2 separate regions of the Danio rerio genome follow, and region 1 is linked to region 2. A link is a contact called in public Micro-C data. All regions are on one chromosome and are shown on one strand. Each heading gives the region's core, a stretch centred on a gene start, on an enhancer-like site or on the middle of the called end of the contact. The rest is flanking DNA. Distances are from core to core; before and after follow the strand shown.

Evidence for each region. Hi-C and Micro-C count contacts between places; a contact is called where the count stands out from the background.
Region 1: a Micro-C map of caudal fin shows a contact between it and region 2, with 9 times the contacts expected there. The contact joins the promoter of oard1 here to the promoter of klhdc8b in region 2. A contact is called at or near these places in 3 of 18 Hi-C or Micro-C datasets (caudal fin, embryo and an unstated tissue) and 1 of 4 datasets of contacts at active chromatin or transcription factors (caudal fin).

What each region holds. Positions count from the first base shown.
Region 1 is chr23:22,127,338-22,130,610 of GRCz12tu, reverse strand. oard1 (O-acyl-ADP-ribose deacylase 1) reads left to right here and starts at 1,288. Exons shown (of 6, transcript NM_001020755.1): 1 at 1,288-1,342; 2 at 1,747-1,818; 3 at 2,285-2,453; 4 at 2,545-2,603. The coding sequence starts at 1,795.
Region 2 is chr23:22,363,455-22,366,533 of GRCz12tu, reverse strand. It overlaps klhdc8b (kelch domain containing 8B), which reads left to right and starts at 1,362. Exons shown (of 6, transcript XM_073938798.1): 1 at 1,362-1,479.

The DNA of each region.
Region 1 (3,273 bases), core at 39-2,538, 240 kb after region 2:
CCTACAGTTTATTAATTGAAACAGATTAGCATTTTTTAGGTATAGTAGTAATTATTTCAAAAAATCTCCTTAAAATAAATTACAACTTATTTTGCAGACTAAAACTATGTTATGCATACATGACTGTGTTAAACATGTTTTAATAATTAATAAGCTATTTAAGCTATACTTTCCCTGCTGATAACTTTGACCTAGGATATCATTCATTCATTCATTCATTCATTTTCTTTTTGGCTTAGTCCCTTTATTAATCCAGGGTCGCCACAGTGGAATTAACCACCAACTTATCCAGCACATGTTGCAGTGGATGCCCTTTCAGCTGCAACCCATCACTGGGAAACACTCACACACCTTCATTCACACACATACACAAGAGACAATTTTAGCATACCCAATTCACCTGAACCGCATGTCTTTGGACTGTGGGAGAAACTGGAGCACCCCACATGAACGCGGGGAGAACATGCAAACTCCACACAGAAATGCCAACTGACCCAGTTGAGGCTCGAACCAGCGCCTTTTTGCTGTGAGGCCACAGCACTACCTACTGCGCCACCAATTTAAAATGTCTGTTGTTAAAAAAAATTAAATAAATTGTAATCACACACATTATTTAATATTTAGCTTTCTATATTAAAATATACATTATGCGCTCAGACTCACGTCACTCTGCATTTAATAATAGGCCTAACTATTACTTAAACTGTTGGCTTATAAATATATGCATTAATTAATAATTTATACAAATACTATTATTTAATACAGATGTTTATTAGTAGTACACTCAAAAAAATTATGTTTGCTGTTTGTTCAAACTACTTAATTAAAATGGGCTGAAACAACACAATTCTTGAATTTTGGAGGAGACAACTTAATGGTTTTATGTTCAATCTACTTAAATTTGTAAAAACTATTAACAAATCTATTGTGTGGAACCCAGCATTTTTTACAGTCTTTCAAGTTAATTCTTCCAGTAAGCTATTAGCATTGTGCAGTTGCAGACTATCCATTGAATCCTGCTTGTGCCTCATTTAAAAGAATAAACAAACAAGTACGTCACAGATTGTTTTCTGCCATTTCAAATCAATAATCGACGCAAGCTTTATTTGTCGTGAACTTTCATTAGCTTTTAATCAATGCTCTTCCTTGGATCTATAAACAAGGCGCTCCCTCACGCCAGATGGCGCTCAAAGCTCTCAAAACAACCCAATTTAAACCTCCAATTCGAAAGTGAAGCGAATGCGCGTTTTCCTGTGTTTTTCTACGGACACTTTATTTGCAGAAATTGATTTACGTGAATGTTTAAAGGAACGCAAAACCAAACATTCATCGCCATTGTTTGGTAAGTTAAACCTTCAGCTCTAGTCAGCACACAATGCGTCTGTCGGTGGACATGTAACGTTAAATAAACCTGTTTTGTTTCCTCAGAACGTGTTATTACTTAGTTTTTGATTTAAATATGATTATAGTAGACTATAAATTAAAAAAAAAGTTATTTGATACATTTAAAAGTGTTTAAATGAAAGATACGACTAAACCTTGACGGCATATTTAAACAGGTTTGACCGGTTTGTTTTAAATCCTGTTCTTTAGAACCAGCATTGCACAGTTGGCATATTGAGTGTCTATGCGTGTATATTGATGATATTATAAACGTGGCTTACAGTCCCTGATTTTGTCCTGAGCAATAACACTCAATGTGTTCAGTAGATTTTTGTATTCTATATAATAAATGTGTCTGTGCAGAAAATCATACCAACAGTCGAGTCCCTTCTTAAATCTCAGAGGAATCTAATGGACAAGTTCGTATCAAGGAAGGTAAGACAGATCATAAAAAGGCTACCTATTCAAGAGCATTTTAAAGAAATAGTTCTGTTCTGTCTGAAATTTCTGTTGTTATTTACACACGCATTACTTGTTACAAACCTTTCTTTCTTCTGGTAAACACTAAACAATATATTTTGAAAAAAGATGGAAACCTGTAACAAGTATTTGTTTTTCCTATTATGAGAGTATATGTTGACAGATTTCCAGCTTATTTCAAGATATATTATTGTGTATTTTGTGTTCAACAGAAGAAAAAAAACTCCTTAACATCTAGAGCCACTTGAGGGTGAATAATCAGTTAGTAAATTTCATTTTGGGTGAACTATCTCTTTAATTGTGATCCTCAGACAGAATAAATCTATTTTGATATAGGAAAGATTGATTTCAGAAGCATTACCCTGGTTATTGATTAGTTTTGTTGTGAGCAGTTTTGTGTTGTTACTTATTTCTTTGGCAGGCCTCGTTCAGCTCAGGCTGGCAACTGCTCCACAGGAGAGGTGATCTGTTCACCTGTCCACCCACCGATGCCCTGGCGCACTGCATCAGTGAGGACTGCCGGATGGGAGCCGGGATCGCTGTACTCTTCAAGAAGCACTTTAAGGGAGTTGAAGAGCTCAAGGCACAGAGTGAGTGTGGATTGCAGTTACTGAGAAGTGTAAAACTCAAATTACACCAATCTGATTGTTAGTTGTGTTTGTCATCTTCTGTTTTGTGCAGAGAGGCAACCTGGGCAGTGTGCTGTTCTTGAACGATCTGGTCGTTTTGTGTACTACCTGGTAAGATGGTTTGTTGAGTTTTTTCGTCTTTAATTTACAGCCTCTGTGTTTTATTGCATTGATTATAAGTGACAAATGTTCAATCAAAATGAACAAAAATGCCTTACAAATCCACAATTAGATTAAAAATATTAAGGATGTTCTATTTGTTGGACAAAGCATATAAATACAGTAACCAATCAGAGGCATTTAGATTAGTCACCTCTGAAAAGGCCAAAGTTTTATATGCATTCTATTAGACAAAAAATGTTTCATATGCATTTTGTTATTTATCTTTAATTTTGAAGCTCTTTTGATTATAACACATTAGCATAACATACACAACCTGACAGAAGTCTTGTCATTGCTCCCAGTTGTAAAAGCAACAAATAAGAACTTCTAGTTGATCATTTGGAAAAGTGGAAGAAGGTAGATTTTTTACAATGAATTATCTGTTGAACTGCATCTTAATCATCACAAATACTGCGGAAGACCTACTGGATCCCGCATTAACCCAAGATTCTTAGAGAAACAGTCAAGTTTTGTGAAGGGGAATCATGGTTTGGGGTTACATTAAGTAGGGGGGCGTGCGAGACATCTGCAGAGTGGATGGGAACATCAACAGCCTGAGGTATCAAGACATTTGTGCTGCCCATTACATTACAAACCACATGACAAGACTTTTGTCTCA
Region 2 (3,079 bases), core at 113-2,612:
ATGTATTTTTATCCATAATATGTTTTTACGTCAGAAGAGAAAATAAACATATATTTGATGGAATCATCCTGATTTTCTTTATTACAACAAATTGAAAAATAACAATGTGTTTGAAAATTAGAATAAAAACGGTGGCACCATGCTAGTCAGCTAACCTTTAAAATCAAAATGTCAATGATAAAACATTATTTGCATATATGTTATAAAGGTTATGCTTTTTTTTAGCTAATTAAAAAAATTGTGTAAAAAAATTTTTTTTACACAAATTTGTTTTACATAACACCCTAGATCAGAGATGCCCAAGGGCCCGCGGGCCAAAGTTGGCCCATGGTAACCTTTGATTGGGCTCGCCATCCCATCTGAGAAGAGGTGGAGAATGATGGGGATGGTTTAGAGATTGACATTTCAAATTTAAATTAATCTTTTATTTGTTCGTTGTATTGTAAAGCTACAAAAAAGCTAAGTGAAGTTAAATGTTTTAATTCAAATGTTGCCATTTAATCAGATTTTTAAAATGTAGATACTGTCACTAAAGGCAGATTCTGCTTGTGTATTCAGCATTGAACTCCACTGTGTTATAAATGTGATTGTTTTTGTATTTAATTGCAATAAATTATCATTTAAACAGTTATACTGCATTACATACTGTCATGTTCCACCAAGTCATGTTTTCTATTTATTTAAAAATTTTATTAAATAAATTAGGAAATGACATATGTCTCTCGATGATATTTGTTTTTTGGTCCTATGAGAAAAAGTTTGGGCACCCCTTCCCTACTGTTGCTGAAATGCGACAATATTACTTAATACCAAAAGGGGGCAGTAGTGTTTCAAAATGCCAGCTTGCGTCGATGCACTTCATTAGTGAGGTTTTGTCACTCACCGTTTCCCATAACCCGTGTCATTTCTTCTAATAGTCGGAGCAGGAGAGGCACTGGAGGATTCAGGGAAGATCGCAACTTCATTTCTGCATTTCATTTCACGCATTTTAATGTTTTTTTTTTATGTGAGAACAAGCGATTTCCACTGACATTGCGACAATAAGAGTAGCGCGCAATTAAAGCACGATTAAATTCGTATTGTTTAACAGATCAACAAATAAGACGTCAATAAATATGTTTTAGTAGCATGCAAGTCTAAGACACTGCAAAGACTTCATCCCATGAACTCCATACGCCCTAAATCTGTGCTTTGATTTTTCAATTGTTCACTTTGTAGTTCTAGTCAAAGTAACAGGGTTTTAGGGAGAAAAAAAAACAAAACCTCCAGCATGCAGACAGCGCGTGTGAGCGTTCAGGGGAGGGCGAAATGAGTGATGCTGCTGAGCCAATGGAGATACTCGCGCGAGGAGAGGAGCATCTGTCCGAAACCTAAACTAACCGCTGGCACAATAACGCGACTGAGGAGCGCGTCGAGCTCATCTTCTGACTGAACTTTCAAGACTTTGGGAGATTCGCAGGTGCTGGACGACAAAATAAGGTAATAATTAGCACGAGAAGCTTATTATGGAAAGTTTTATCGTGCTATTTTGCACAGACTCGAAGCGCATGGTTTGGTGACAGACTGCAGTTTGTGCATGTGTTGGAGAACAGCCACTGTATCACTATCTTTGTTTCAATACTAGCAAATAAGGATTAAATGGCATTAATTAACATTATATATTTTTTATTGCATATTTTCACGTCGTTTGGAAAACACGCCATAATATTTGACTGGTATTTTAAGCTTTTAACTATGTTTTTGTATCTATATTTTAATCTGAATATTTTCGTTGATGTATGCTTGTATGTACTGGCTGTATATACACATTCAAGTTTACGACTGGTTGGAAGGTGGTCTTGCGCTCCATGCAGCGTGTCTTCAGTGTTCACGGCTTTTGGAGAGGCTGTTCCGCATTAGATCAGCTCTGCACAACCCTCAGCTGATAACATGCTCAAGTGCTTCAAAGGCTCTCAGGGTTTTCGCTAAGAGACCGGCCAATTCTTATTATGGAGAATTGTTGTTTAGTGTGAGGCAGCCAACTTTATTATTCGCTTGATTAAACAAATCCAATAACAACAAGTGCTTATAGTCACAGAACACAGTACTGCAGTGATCTCGCTTAATTTAATCACCTGTTGCATGGCTGTTCTCTTTCATTATCAATGTGAGATTAATGCTTCAGCAGAAGCACTTTACAAGCTCAGGGTAAAACTAGCAGTTGTGCTCTTAATCTGTTTAAGCTTATATTTTGTGTAACTTGTCTGGTCGTCCACAGCCTTGAGCATGTTGTTTTTGTTGTTTTGAGATTAATGTTTCATTTTTAAGCAGATACTTTGAATAATATTGACATAAATAATATTGAAAAATATGTAATTATTTACTTCGATCATATATAACCTGCCTCTATTACAAACAGGTCGATTGCAAACAGGTGTCCTGACATTTTATACCACCCATTAGATTTTAATACCAGCACTGTATTTGAATGGTTCTGAGGTTGGGGTTAGGAATTAGGTAGGTTAGGGTGGCGATATTACAGTTTCATATCACACTACTGCACATTAAAACTTACACTGGTAGCTAAAACTGATGAGTAGCATATTGCATCGTCAAAATGTGCTACCTACTTTTTGAATGGGAGGTAGGACAATCTGACAAGATAGGGCGAATCGGCAGAACACTGGAACCAATTTGTTTCTTCTGTGGAACATGAAATAATTAATTTTGTAAAATAAAGTGGGCTTCAGTGGTCACAAGGTATATGGGCCTGTATAAGATTCTGACGGTATGATTACAGTACCTTGGATAAAAATATCACAGTTTCACCATATTGTGATTACTGCTCAGAAATATATTCTTTCTAAATGTTTGTGTAAAAGCAAAAAAATTCCCTTTTGAACACAATATGTTTTATTTTGAGAAACATTTCAAATATTTTAAAAGAGTAACATGCCAGGCTAAATAATGAAAATTAATAATTGACTTCTGCTGCCTTCATTTATTTAGATTTGTTTTTACAATTTAAAACAGCATCTTTGGAGATCTTTGCTGCTCGAAAAAAGCAACAAAAAAGTAGATAAAAAATCGTAAACATACC